Regions from separate parts of the Hordeum vulgare genome. Here region 1 is linked to region 2. Evidence: chromatin contacts called from public Hi-C data. All regions are on one chromosome and are shown on one strand. The core of a region is the stretch at or near the end of the contact, and the rest is flanking DNA. Distances in the headings are between cores, read along the strand shown. Region 1 holds the start of LOC123409162 (proline-rich receptor-like protein kinase PERK9). Region 2 holds the start of LOC123408957 (transcription initiation factor TFIID subunit 7-like).

Region 1 (6,636 bases), core at 1,289-3,788, 310 kb after region 2:
TCTCATCCAAGCCAATGGCACCCACTGTAGTTTCACCACAATTGGAGGGCGCTTCCCTTCCTCGATAGTCCATACCCACCCCTCTCTCGTTTCCTTTGCAAAGAAAAGAAGAAGAAGAAAAAAAATCAGCATTAGTCAGCTGAAAACCACTTCTAAACCGATGGATCGTGCTGCTGTCCATATTTTTTTGTCAGTTTCATTTCCCAATTATAAATGGTAGCGTTGAATTTCAGCAAGCCGTATTTCCTCCGTCCAACCAAACCAACCAGCTCACATGTCAAAATCATCCACAGCTCGGCATCCAGAGCCAAATATATACTCCCTCCGTTCCAAAATAAGTGTCTCAACTTTGTACTATCTCTAGTACAAAGTTGTACTAAACTTGAGACAGTTATTTTGAAACGAAGGGAGTACATGTCAAAATCATCAAGGGGCAATACGTGCGGCGGTACGCATCGTTGCCAGCGGCTTCGTTCGTGGCACAGCATTATTCCTACGTTTGCGTCCACGCAAACCCTATGCCCCCAATCAGTCCGAATCTATAGTTACCACATTTCCGCCGCGACACAATCGAATCGACAACCCACCTAAGTTTGTAGCCCGCACAAAAACGTATAGTAAAAAAAGAGTGAGAGGTACCACTCCATCCAGTCCAGCTACACCTTAAGTAGCATAAGTGGGAAGAATATAGTAGTATTACAGACAGGGGGGCCTGCACGGGTGCAATGTCATTTCAATTTCACCGAGGAAGAGGAAGAAATGGCGCCATTACGTCTCCAAAATAAATGGCCCGTTTAAGCCATGCACCGTTTTCTGCAGCCAACTGCTGTCATCTCCGGAGCTGTCGGTCGATCAAGTGCGTCCTGTCCTAGCCGCACTCATTTCCACCTCTGCTCCCGGAGGCCGGAGAGGGTTGGTAATGGAATCGGTCGTACCTTTGCCCTTGCGTTGCGCATCGCATGCATGCATGCAATGCATGGTCTGGATCTCCTCCCCCGAAGTGTTTATTCTCACTTGCTCACACCATCATTGCCTTCCCTACATACATACTCCAAGCCTTGCTTGCTCCCAAGTCCCAACCCCAGCCAGTATGCATGCCAACCTTTTCCTCTAGCTTCAAATCATTGGGTTCACCACAATTGTGTTCTAGGGCAACGGTTCCATTCGCGCCAAAAATGCTATGCACCAGGGTCTGCGAGTAGTTCGTGCCACGAAATGTGGAGTAGAACCCTATGTTGTGTCTAGTAGAACCCTATCAGAGCATCTCCAACAGTCCGTATGTTCAATCGTTTGTATAAGTGTTCACATTAACAACCAACAACACAATATACAAGCTCTTCAATTTAGTGTATGTTAATCGTATGTAAAATAACTAAGCGGGTCCACTAAATATTGAAGAAATAATCATGCTTGCCTCGAAGCTTGTGCGTGAACCGTTGCTTCAAATTCATACGATTTTATTATCTCTCTTCTTTTATTATGCGTCATGTCATCAAAATCATTTATGTACTAATTTTACCAACGATGATCATACGATCATTGGAGATGCCCTCAGGGATTGCAGTTGGGATGTTTCCCTTCTGACCTAGGAGTCGAGATGTAAAAAAAGAAAATGTACATGGTTATATGTGTCTCATTTGTATCATAAACAAGTCACGTATACACCGGCCTGGTAAAACTGAAAAGATAGCAACACGTTGCACAAAGAAACACCGATCACCAAGAAGTAGTAATAATAATAATAATAAATGTACATGGTAATATGTGTCTCATTTATATCATAAACAAAGTCACATACACATATTCTATATTCATTTCAAAATGTTTGTCTAAGATTTATCTAGATATGAAGTATCTACCACTAACACGTGACTAGAAATTTTAAGACGAAGGGAGTATATCATAAACCTTCAAATGGCTCATCAAAGGTGTAGCCACTACCACTGAATGAATCAGGTTGGAGCAACACTCCTGACATGCCATTAAATTTTAGATCTGACACTGCAACTCGACTAAAACGTCGACGGAGAAAACCATACCTGCCATCCGCGAATCATAAACCCATCACACGATTCATCGGCTTTCAGATGTCGTCGATGCAAACCATAATCTACATCGGCTTCTAGACTACCTCCCATGCTCCGCGGCGGCGCGGAGCAAACACCGATAACCGATGACCTTGGTGGGAGGGGAGCCGCACGAAGGAAGGCGATGGCTACGTTTAGTCGCTCAAGCCCGAGAGAGAAAAATGACTCTCGTGTTTGCACGATAAGTTACGGAGCACATTTGTTTGATCGCGATTTTAGCGAGATGCTAATTTTTTTCTATTTTGCCTTTACAATTTAAAAAAAAAATCAGTTGCATATGTAAAAAAACAATTCAAAAGTACTCAAATGCCCCCTTTTATTTGGATAAAAAATAAATAAAATAAAGGGTCCTATATCCAAGTGAGAGATCCGGAACACGGAAAGACAACGTCAGATCGGACGGTGGGTAATTAAAACCGATTTAGCTCATATTTCCTCCAGCTTTGGTAGAGTAGAGTAGGAAAAAGGCAAGCCAGCGCCCAAAAGGCCAAGGATTTAATTCAACTTACCCCACCCTAAAGCCGTTTATCTCTTTCTCTCTCCGGGCGACTACAGTATTTAACAGCCTTGGCGCGACCTCCTCTCCTTGATCTCTCCTCCTCCCCAACCCTCTTCTCCCCTCCCGCACCCAACCATCTCGGCCCCCACCCGCAATTCACAGCGCCGGAGATGACCTCTACACCCCCGGGCGACGTCCTGCCGGCGCTGCCGCCGATCAGGACGAGGGCGGCGGCGGCCGATCCTGCGCTTGACAACGCATCGGCCTCGACGACGACGGTGCCGGAATCCGAGCCCCTGCCGGCGCCCGCGGTGGCGGAGGAGGAGGACATGGTGGTGGCGGAGTCCCGGACGCCGGCTGCGGTGGCGGACGAGGGCGAGGAGGAGGAGGAGCCCAGGACGCCGACCTCGGAGGAGAGCAAGCTCCGGCCGCCCACCGATTGCCCCGGCGCGCCGAGGAAGCCCGTGGCTTTGGCCGGTACGAGGCCATCGCCGAAGCGTCCGCTGCGCTACTTCGACGCCCCGCGCGACCTCTCCGCGGTGTTCATGTCCCTGCCGCCCAAGAAGCGGATCCGCGCTCCGCCGTGCCTGGTCGCCTTCCGCCCCAGGTGCGGGGCCGTGTGGGGCCATGGATCGGCACTGTAGCCTCGCGCGGCCGGCCGGCCGTAATTTATGGGCTCCACGCTGCAATTGTTCATTTACCGGCGAATTCTTGGAGTTCTTGCGTTGGGTTCCTCTTCTTTCTTTCTTTCTTTCTTTCTCTCTCTTTTCTTGCGGCGGCTTCTTGGTTTCCACGGCCATGACGATATAGTATAATCTCCAGTGCAAATAACCTGTTGTTTTGCGTTCTTTTTCTTTCTCTGTCATTCTGATTCTTAGCGCGTTTGTGTGAAGGAGAAATTGTAGAATCGAAAAGGTTGCTATTTATATAATTAATATAGGGATGATGATGATTGGGGAAAAAGAACAGGAGTTGTAAGAGAATTCCCTGTTAATTACCGACTACTCGTATTACAGTTAACAGTTCTGAAAAAGTATCTCAAGTGCTACATATGGTGTTCTTTCCGGTTTTCCGTTGAAATATCTTGATTCTTGTGCCTGCCGCAGCTCCAATTTTACACATGTTGCCAGTCTGACAAACGGCAGACTCTTTCGGTGCAGCTAATTAGTTAACTCGTGTGGGCCTGAATTATGAAGAAGAAAGAAAGATTTTTGCTCAAATTAACCGAATTCGGTCAAGTTAATGGCTTTAAGCTGTTCTGTTGATCGAACCACACAACACATTGTGTGGAGAGGAAAAAAATGTTTTTTCTTGTTGGAATTATTGGTGCAGTGTTGAGCAGACGAAAATTGGTCAGGTGGAGGGGGATGGGCTTGGATGTACTTTTGGTTCTTCTGTCCCAGCACAGCACCGGTGCGAGTGCAGAAGAAGATTTGCAGCAGAGCAGAGAATCTTCTATTCATGAGAACAACATGACATAAGTTTTTTCTGCAAAAAATAATAATAATAAAATCCTAGCTGCACTTGGCTGTTTCAGTGTTGCACATTTGGTGTTCTCGAGTTAACTGGCGTTCTTCAGTTAACTCAGGCGTCGGTTGGGATTGTTGAGATCCAAAGCGGAAGGAAGGGGAGGTCCGTTGCGTGTTTGACGAAGCCATGGATGCATGGATCCTGAGTAAGTGGGAAGGAAGCGGAAGGCTGAAAGTTCCGTTCGGTTGGCTTCACTCACATCACATGGGCTGTTACATTTTGCAGTTACAGAATGCATGCATGCTCCTCAGGAATAGGTCTCGCCCTTGTTTTAGCAAAGCATTATTACTCTACGCGTGAAGAGGGAGGGAGAGAGAGAGAGAGAGAGAGAGGGGCATCTTCCACGGTATGGGAGAGGCGGAGCCGGCAGGCGTACAGCATGCGTGGCCGTACGTTGGTACTTGGGTTGGGCAATGCACGGCCATGGCTGGCACCGTGTCTGCCAATGCCATGGCCAGGGGAAGAGAAGGAGAAGTAGGGGGGGGAGGGAGGTGGAGGGATTCGTGCGGTGCGGAGACAGGCGCATGTGCCGCCCGGGGGATCGTCAAAGCGGGTGGGGAGGACGCGGTGAAGCGAAGAAAGGAAGCCAAGCAACCGGGGAATCTCAACCCCGTCCCGGTTCCTGCTGCAATCATGAGCCGCCTACCTGCCAAGCCCGCAATCATGCTGGATAAATGGATGCTAAAAACTTCAATTAGTGATGCATGTTCCTCTTTGCTGCAAGAAACAAGTGCACAACGATATGATCTAGGGATGAATTTGTCAGCATGGAAGTCGGAGCGGCGATCGGGGGTTGATCCAGCACCCACTGGTCCTAACGGATCAACCTACCAGGATTAGATTAGGTGAGCAGACCACAAGAAAATGAGAGACTAGAAACGGCAGGTCATCCACCGTAAAGTGCGTACTAATACCATACTGACCGGGCCTCCTATTTAACGAACCACCAGCTGTCTGTATGTAATAGTAGGAGTACATGTCCGCTTCATCTGTTTTGGCTGCGCACTAATCCCAAATTAAGACATGCGACGAATGCCAGAGCGGCCAAGTCGTATACTCTGCCTAAACTAATTAATCACGACCTAGGATTCCCCTGGGAACGGCCAATTGCGCATTGACCTTTGCCCTGCCCGGACGCCCGCACGAATGGCGCGTTTTAACCGCAGTAAAAACGCACCCCGGTACTACTACTACTATGCGGCAAACGGAGCAAAAACAAAAAAGAAGTTAAGGCGTGTGCCTGTTCTTGCAGTCCCCTACATTCTCTGACAAACAAGCACGGCGCGCAACGCAATCTTGGTGGCACGACAAATCTGCTGCCCGGTTTGCCATAGCCTGATCTGTGCAGAGTAATTGGATATCTGATCGCATGGTACGATACAGCGTCGTTTAATTTAAGCTGTCTGCTCTGCTTTGATTGTTTTGATTATTATTTCTTTCGTTTCTAAATGCTTCCTTCGTTCGAAAATACTTATCGAAAAAATATTATATTTTAGTTTTAGATACATCGATCTTTATCTATTTTTGCAACAATAAATTCCGGACGGGGGAGCTTTTATAAGTTTTTATAGTGGTTGCACTACGAACTATATACAAGGAAAAATGAATGAATATACACTTTAAAATATATCTATATACGTTCGTATGTAGTTCGTACTTGTATCTTTTAAAAGACTTATATATATGAATAGAGGAACAGACCGAACCCCCAGCTCCCGACCCCTCCTCCGTCGCCCCGCGTGCGACGGGGAGGGCGCCTGCGCCGCCACCTCCACCCTCCTTCTCCCGCTCCTCCTTCCTCGCCGCCGCCATAGGGCGCGGCTGGGCAAATCCTGGCCGGCGCCGGCGCCGACGGGGCTCTCTCAGCTCCCCACGCAGTGGCCCTCGCGCGGGACGAGGCGACCACTTCGGGACGCTGCATTGGCGCTGGGCGCAGCGGCGCGATGACTCTCCCGCGCGGTCTCGTCGGCGGCAGGGCCTGCTCGTGTGCCGTGCGACGGGCTGGTGGCGGAGCAAGCCAGCGGGGTGGCTCTCCTCTCCGTTATGGATCGGATCTGGCTGGTGTAACGCCCAAAATGCGATTCTATTCTTAATTTGGCATGAGGGCCTCGTCAGGGATAGAAGCGCATCTCGTCGTTTTGCAAGAATGAATATCGTTACAAGTACATATACTGAAAAGATGAGATATATGGAATTGACTTACACTCGCCACAAGCTACAACAGAGTATCCTCGGTACCTTACATAAACATCACGAAGAAGAGCAGAGTCCGACTACGGACGAAAATAAACGAGAAAAGAACGACGTCCATCCTTGCTATCCCAGGTTGCCGGCCTGGAACCCGTCCTAGATCGATGATGAAGAAGAAGAAACTCCAAATGAACAATCAACGCGCTCGCGTCAAGTAACCTTTACGTGTACCTGCAACTGGTGTTGTAGTAATCTGTGAGCCACAGGGGACTCAGCAATCTCATTTCCAAAGGTATCAAGACTAGCAAAGCTTAATGGGTGAGGTATGGT
Region 2 (6,430 bases), core at 962-3,461:
CGGCGACCGGCCAAAAGCTTCTCGATTTCCATCCTTTCTATAGCCCATTGGAAGCCATTGCTTGTGAGGATCAAGTTAATTGCCCTCCATTGGAAGCCATTGCTTGTGCCAGATGATCCGCAGAGCGTTTGCTGTTTACGTAATCTTCGACTTTTTGGGAGGGAAAGGTTATGCCAGGAAAATGTTTTTCTTTCCTTGTGCTACTTTCGGATTAGCTGGCTAATGGTAGCAATCAGTTAAAGAAGGGCTAAAGCGAGTCGCTAACAACTGGATGGATGATGCTTATCGGATGAGGCATACATGGGACTCATCACCCACCATTTCTGCCTGTCTGCTGCCACAAGCCACTCGCACAAGCAAACAGAATAACAACTGAACCACTAACCTGTCATCAACGCCATCAGCTCAAGATCATTATCCTTTAATCGATGAGAACATGGGCAACAACCTGCAGTTTCGGTGACAGAAATGGCCACTTCGTGTTGCCATTGCCATGCCATGCTATGCTATTGTACCGGGTGATTCAAGAAGAGGCCAACAGACAGACAGACAGACAAACACAACAAATTAATGTTCTCTTATATGTAGAGACCTCTTGATTATACAGTAGCAGCAGCATCTCGCCAACCTAAATCCGGCCTACGTTTCAGCTAGTTGTATCCAGCGTTTTGCAGATCGGAGAGGGAGAATGACCTTGGAGATCGGAATGAGCTCGTGTTCGGAAGATTCATGTTCCTACTCATGACGCTCGCCTTCTGGGACGCGCTGTGCAGGGTGCGCCTGGGCGGAGGGAACCTCGGCGACGCCGGCGCCTTCTCCCTCCTGCCCTTGCCGCTGCCATTACCCTCGTCGTCGCCGTCGTCCTCCTCCGACCGGTCTTCCTCCTCCTCTTCTTCCTCATTCTCGTCGCCCTCCACCACGGTGTGGTCCAGGGAGAGGAGTGGCGGCAGGTACGTGGTGACCAGCGAGCTGCAGGAGGCCCGCCGCCGCGACCATGCGGCCAGCACGCGGCGGCGCTTGTTGAAGGGGTTCTCCGGCTTGGCGATCTCCTTGGCCGCCGCCTTGGCTGCAGCCTCGGCCAGGCTCGTGAAGGATTTGGACTTGCCGGCGTAGAAATTCGAGAGGCCCCTCCTGCGATTAGTTTCGTCTTGGGTCAGTTAATGCTCAGGGCAAACACTCCATGGGTATTAATTGCATATTTGCAGAGTATTTGGCCACCGCTAGGGTATTCACTTGACCGGGATTTCAGCTGATTAAACACACCAAATTAAATCCATCCGTGATCTTTATCGATTTGACCAGCCCAAAGATGCTAACTTTCTCCGTGATCCGTCCTAACTACTCTAGAATGCAAAGTTCAACAGAACGGGCATACTACTAGTTTTTCTAGCTCCGGTTTTGTGATCTACCGTACGTACTAGAGCTCAATGATTACACCAGAAGAACATGACTGGCCGAGGAATCGGAACAGATTTTTTTCTCAAAGAGGAAAACAAATCCATCTTTTTCTCCTAGACTGTTCGAGTAAGAAATATCCAATTTGACCAAGAAAAACTTGAAGAGATCACAACAAGATCATGCAAATTTAGAAAAAAAACTCCGGCAATTTAACTAATAATAAAGCAAAGAGCGGGAAGATGGGGAAGAAGAAAGCTTACTTGCTGGGCAGCGCATCCTCCAGCGATTCGAGGGTGCCGAGCCCCATAGCGAGCACCTCATCCACCGGCGCCTTGGCCTCGCTCTCCACGTCCTCCTCCTCCTCCTTCTCCGACGAGGAGTCCTCCCCGATGGACGAGCTATCCGAGGAGGCCGCCCCGATCGAGGAGGCATCCGACAGCGCCTCCTCCAGTTCCCGCAGCTCCTCCCTGCCAACCTCCTCCTCGTCAGCATAGAACCCGTTGTGATTCCTCTCCAGCTCCTCCGAATCCGGCCGCTGGTTCCCCTTTCCCGCGCCCCGGAACCCGTGCGCCCGCGCCATCCCCGGCGCCACCGCCGTCGACATGCGCGCGCCCGGAGCTAGCTAAGCAAGATCCGGCGAAGATCACGGACGATCACGCGCGGATCGGCTGGCGGCCGAGTGGGTGCGTCCGCCGAGGGATTGACCGCGCCGCGCCGAGCCGAGCCGGAGCACACAGACGAGGACAAGAAATCTTCGGGAGAGAGGAGAAGGGGAGGAAGGATTGGATAGAGATGCTGAGCTAGGCCAGGACTAGGAAAAGCAGGGGGCGTTTTTCTATAGTTACAGGACGACGCCGGAGCGGTCCATGCGCCGGGTCCAGGCATCCTAGCTGGGCGCGGGAGGTGGCCGGTCTTTGCCCGTCTGGCGCGCGGGCCACCCGCCATGGCGTCTCTGTACCTGGATCCGGTGTACAACTGACCTATAGACATACCGGTAGTAGTTTTTTTTTTGAACAGTATGTGATACGATGCGGACGGTGAGTATACGGTGGGCGTATCGATGCAAAAAGAAAAAACATACGGTGGGCGTACGTGTGTGATCCGGCTTGGTCTCCTGGGCCGATCGCATCGCACGTGTGGGCCGCGGCCGGGAAGCGTGTGCCGCGGTGCGAGGTGACAGGTGGGGAGCAGTGCGCGCACACGCGTTCGACGGATGATGGATGGATGGATGGACGGATCGCTTTCTGCCGTCATGACTAGTGTGTCCACCCAGCCACACCCTGGTCCGATCAGCTGGCTGCAGGGTGCCAGGGTCCCTGGATGGCCCGACAATTTTTGGTTGCCGATCGGCGATGCTGCTCCGGCATCGATCCAACAAATGGTTCGGTTCACAGTCAAGCACAAGTGTCCGGTTTGATGCTATACTTGATGACTGATGCTCCATCCACGGCCGCAACGTAGCACCCCACTTGGAGTCGAAACAACAAAAGGGTCGTAGTGTCTGGCGTTCGACAGCATTTTGGTTCAAGGTGAACTGTTACTGAGCTGATCAAATCAGCACCGTGTGTGTGCGGTGCAGACTGCTTTTCAGGTCATTTGGTTAAGACTACCCATAATAGGAGTAAGGCCGGTCACAATGAAGAGGAACTTAGCAGTAACATCACACACTCCAATACAACTTTGCTTATGTGACACGTATTTAGTGAAGAGAGAGGTGCTTGTGGTAACTAGCTAAGTTACCGGAACATCACACACTCCAAGAAACAATGAGTCTATAGCCTAATAAATGCATTGTTGTATGACACTACATACATGTTACTCCCCATTGTGGAGGTAGGAACATAGTCTAGAAAAGCGGTAGGTTCCTACCTTATGTTACTCTCCATTGTGACCAGCCTAAGATATGTAGTAACATAAATGTCACCTAAGTAAAAAAGTATGATATGACAATTAATAAATAAGAAGAGAAAGAAATTGAGTAATTTAACATGTTAGAGCATCTTCAACAGTCTGTATGTTCAATCGTTGATATAAATGTCCACATCAACAACCAATAGCATATCATACAAGCTATTTAATGAAGTGTATGTTAATCGTATGTAAAATTACTAAGCGGGTCCACTAAACATGGAAGAAATAAACATGCTTGCCTCGGAGCTTGTGCGTGAACCGTTGTTTCAAGTTCATACGATTTCATTCTCTCTCTTCTTTTATTATGCGTCATGCCATCAAAATCATCTATGTGACAATTTTATCAAGGATGATCATACAACCATTGGAGATGCCCTTACTACCTCTATAAGTAACATAGCGGATACCAAGGCAAGATGGGTCTATAGCCTAATAAATGATAGGATCAATGTTACTACCCCTATATTACTATCCACTATGGAGTTAGAGAGTGTTTGGATCCAAGGGACTAAAACTAGTCTCTTTAAGAGGCTAAAGTTTCAAGCACCCCTGACTAAAGAGAGGTTAAAACTAGTCTTGAGGCTAAATTCTTTTAGTCAGGGGTACCCTACTAAAATATAAATTAGTCATCTCTCTCCTCATTTAACTCCTCAGACGAGTTCTAGATTGGAGGGTTTGGAGGATAATAAATGTTCATTAACTTGATTTTAGTCTCTTTAGTATTTGGATCCAAGCATGGGTGAGGCTAGCAAGTTTAGTCTCAATACTTTTAGTCATGGGACTAAAACGTATCCAGCACGCTCTTAGTAACTTAGACTAGTAACATATACTTCCTTCGTACCTAAATATAAGTCTTTTAAGATATTTCACTAGGTGTCCACATACGGAGCAAAATGAATGAATATATACTCTAAAGTATGTCTATATACATGTGTATGCAGTCCATTAGTTAAACCTTTAGAAAGACCTATATTTAGAAACGAAGGGAGTATATGTTAGGCTGGCCATAGTAGAAGTAACTAAGGTAGTATCATGTACTCCCTTTGTCCCAAAATTCTTGTCTTTAATTTGTCTACATATGAATGTATACAGTCATGTATTATTATTTAGATACATCTATTTTTAAATAAAACTAAGACAAAAATTTCAGGACGAAGAGAGTACTTGAGAATAGCAAACATGCTGATGTGGTAGATAATTAAAGAAGAAAGAGGGTTAGATTAACATAGGTAGATATCGTAACATGTTAAATGTTATTCTACTATGTGTCATGCATGTCAATAAATGAGGATATCTATGATACTAGTTTATGATACTATATATTATGAAGATAGTATCATACAATAGTATCATATGCATGATACTACTATATAATACTCTACTTTATGTTACTTTCATTATAAGTAGTCTAACAAAAATTACCTTGACCGGAGAAGGATGCGCATGGGTCGTCATGGACGGGGATGGATAAACATAATGACCAGACGCCAATTAATGCTTGTACATGCACGCACACCATCCGATGTATCTTATCTTGACCCATGCGTTTGGCCTTGTCATTTGTTTTTTGCCATCCGTATTGGTCCGAATCGATTGTAGGCCATGCATGTAGTCCTTCGTTTTTAAATATAATTACTTTTTAAAGATTATATTATAGATTAGTTATGAAGTTTATTCATTCATTTACTTCATACATAGTTTGTTTTTAGATTACATATAGAGCAAATGAATAAATTTACGTTAATGTTAACGCTCATATGTGTGGCACGAAGCAACATGGTTCAAACACCTTCATAATCATTCGTTTTGCCATGTCAAAACAGATGACATCAGCTGCAATCTTTTTGATTTTTGGCTTAAAAATGTTTTATCTCCTAATTAAAAAATACAATTAAAAATTCATTTTCATCATTAAACCCGTCTCGACGAGATCTTCAAAACTATATCTCATATTGATATGTTTCGATGAAAAACAATTGGTCAAAAGTTACCATAATGCTTACAATGTAGTTGTCATAGTATTTACACTAAAATTGTCATGACATGTTCTATCTATTTTCTTCTTCTAGATTTAAAGATATCGTTATATTTTTAACTATATTTTACAAAAAATTATTAATTGACCATGGCAATTTTTAGTAATTAACAACGACAAATTTAATGCATGGATCATGGCAACTTTTAGTAATCCATCATGTCAAATTTAGTTTATAAATCATGGCACTATTTTGACCATGACAATTCCACTAATTTGACCATAGAAATTATTATTTTTATGAACCATGGCAAATTTAAGTGCATGTATCATGGAAAATTTAAGTAATTCATCATGTGAGTGTATGCGTGTATGTATGAGCGTTTGTGTGTACTGTTAAAAAAAGTAATTCAGCATGGCAATTTTAGTTTATGGTTCATTGCAAGTCTAGTTTCTTAATTCTCCATTTTATAATATGTCAAAAATTCCTTTTAAAGGTAGAATAAAAAATAGCTGGAATATATCATGGCAATTTTTGTGTAAACATCATGACAATTCATGTGCAATAGACGTGGCAACTTTGAACCCAAAAAAAGTCATTGAAACATAGTGACATGAGATCTAGTTTGGAATCTCGTCGCGATGGATTTACTGGTGAAAACGAATCTTCACTCAGATTTTTTATTTAAGAGATAAAACATTTTAAATATTGGAAATCGAAAAATATTCCCACATGCATGCATGCGGTGACGTGGCGTAATTTATGGCTTTGTTTGGATTCATGGGTTAGAGTTAGAGTTGGTTAGATTGGACTGAACTAACCTCAAAACATCAAAACAGGAGGGTTAGAGTTGGTTAGATGCATCTAACCCATCCAAAAGAACTAACCCACCCAAGAGGTGCTTATTCGGATTAGAGTTAGGTGGGGCCAGGAAAAGTTACTTTCCCTCTTCCTCCACCACATAAAATCCTGGATAAAGGAGCCAAATGATCCTCAACAATTTGTATAGTAGCAATGATAGTGTGTGTAGGAAGGTTCTTAATTCTCTCTTCCTCTTCCTTTTCTCTAGCCCACCTATCTTTGAGTTTGGCTAGCATTCTTATGTTCTCATTAATTTGGACTTGGATATCATTCATGGGTGTGGT

Evidence for each region. A called contact is a pair of places that touch in the nucleus more often than the background predicts.
Region 1: a contact with region 2 is called in a Hi-C map of leaf, with 3 times the contacts expected there. The contact joins the promoter of LOC123409162 here to the promoter of LOC123408957 in region 2. A contact is called at or near these places in 2 of 6 Hi-C or Micro-C datasets (leaf and seedling).

What each region holds. Positions count from the first base shown.
Region 1 is chr7H:191,242,909-191,249,544 of MorexV3_pseudomolecules_assembly, forward strand. It overlaps LOC123409162 (proline-rich receptor-like protein kinase PERK9), which reads left to right and starts at 2,539. Exons shown (of 1, transcript XM_045102131.1): 1 at 2,539-3,619. The coding sequence starts at 2,757. The coding sequence ends at 3,230.
Region 2 is chr7H:190,936,519-190,942,948 of MorexV3_pseudomolecules_assembly, forward strand. LOC123408957 (transcription initiation factor TFIID subunit 7-like) reads right to left here and starts at 2,212. Exons shown (of 2, transcript XM_045101977.1): 1 at 1,659-2,212; 2 at 401-1,131. The coding sequence starts at 2,002. The coding sequence ends at 651.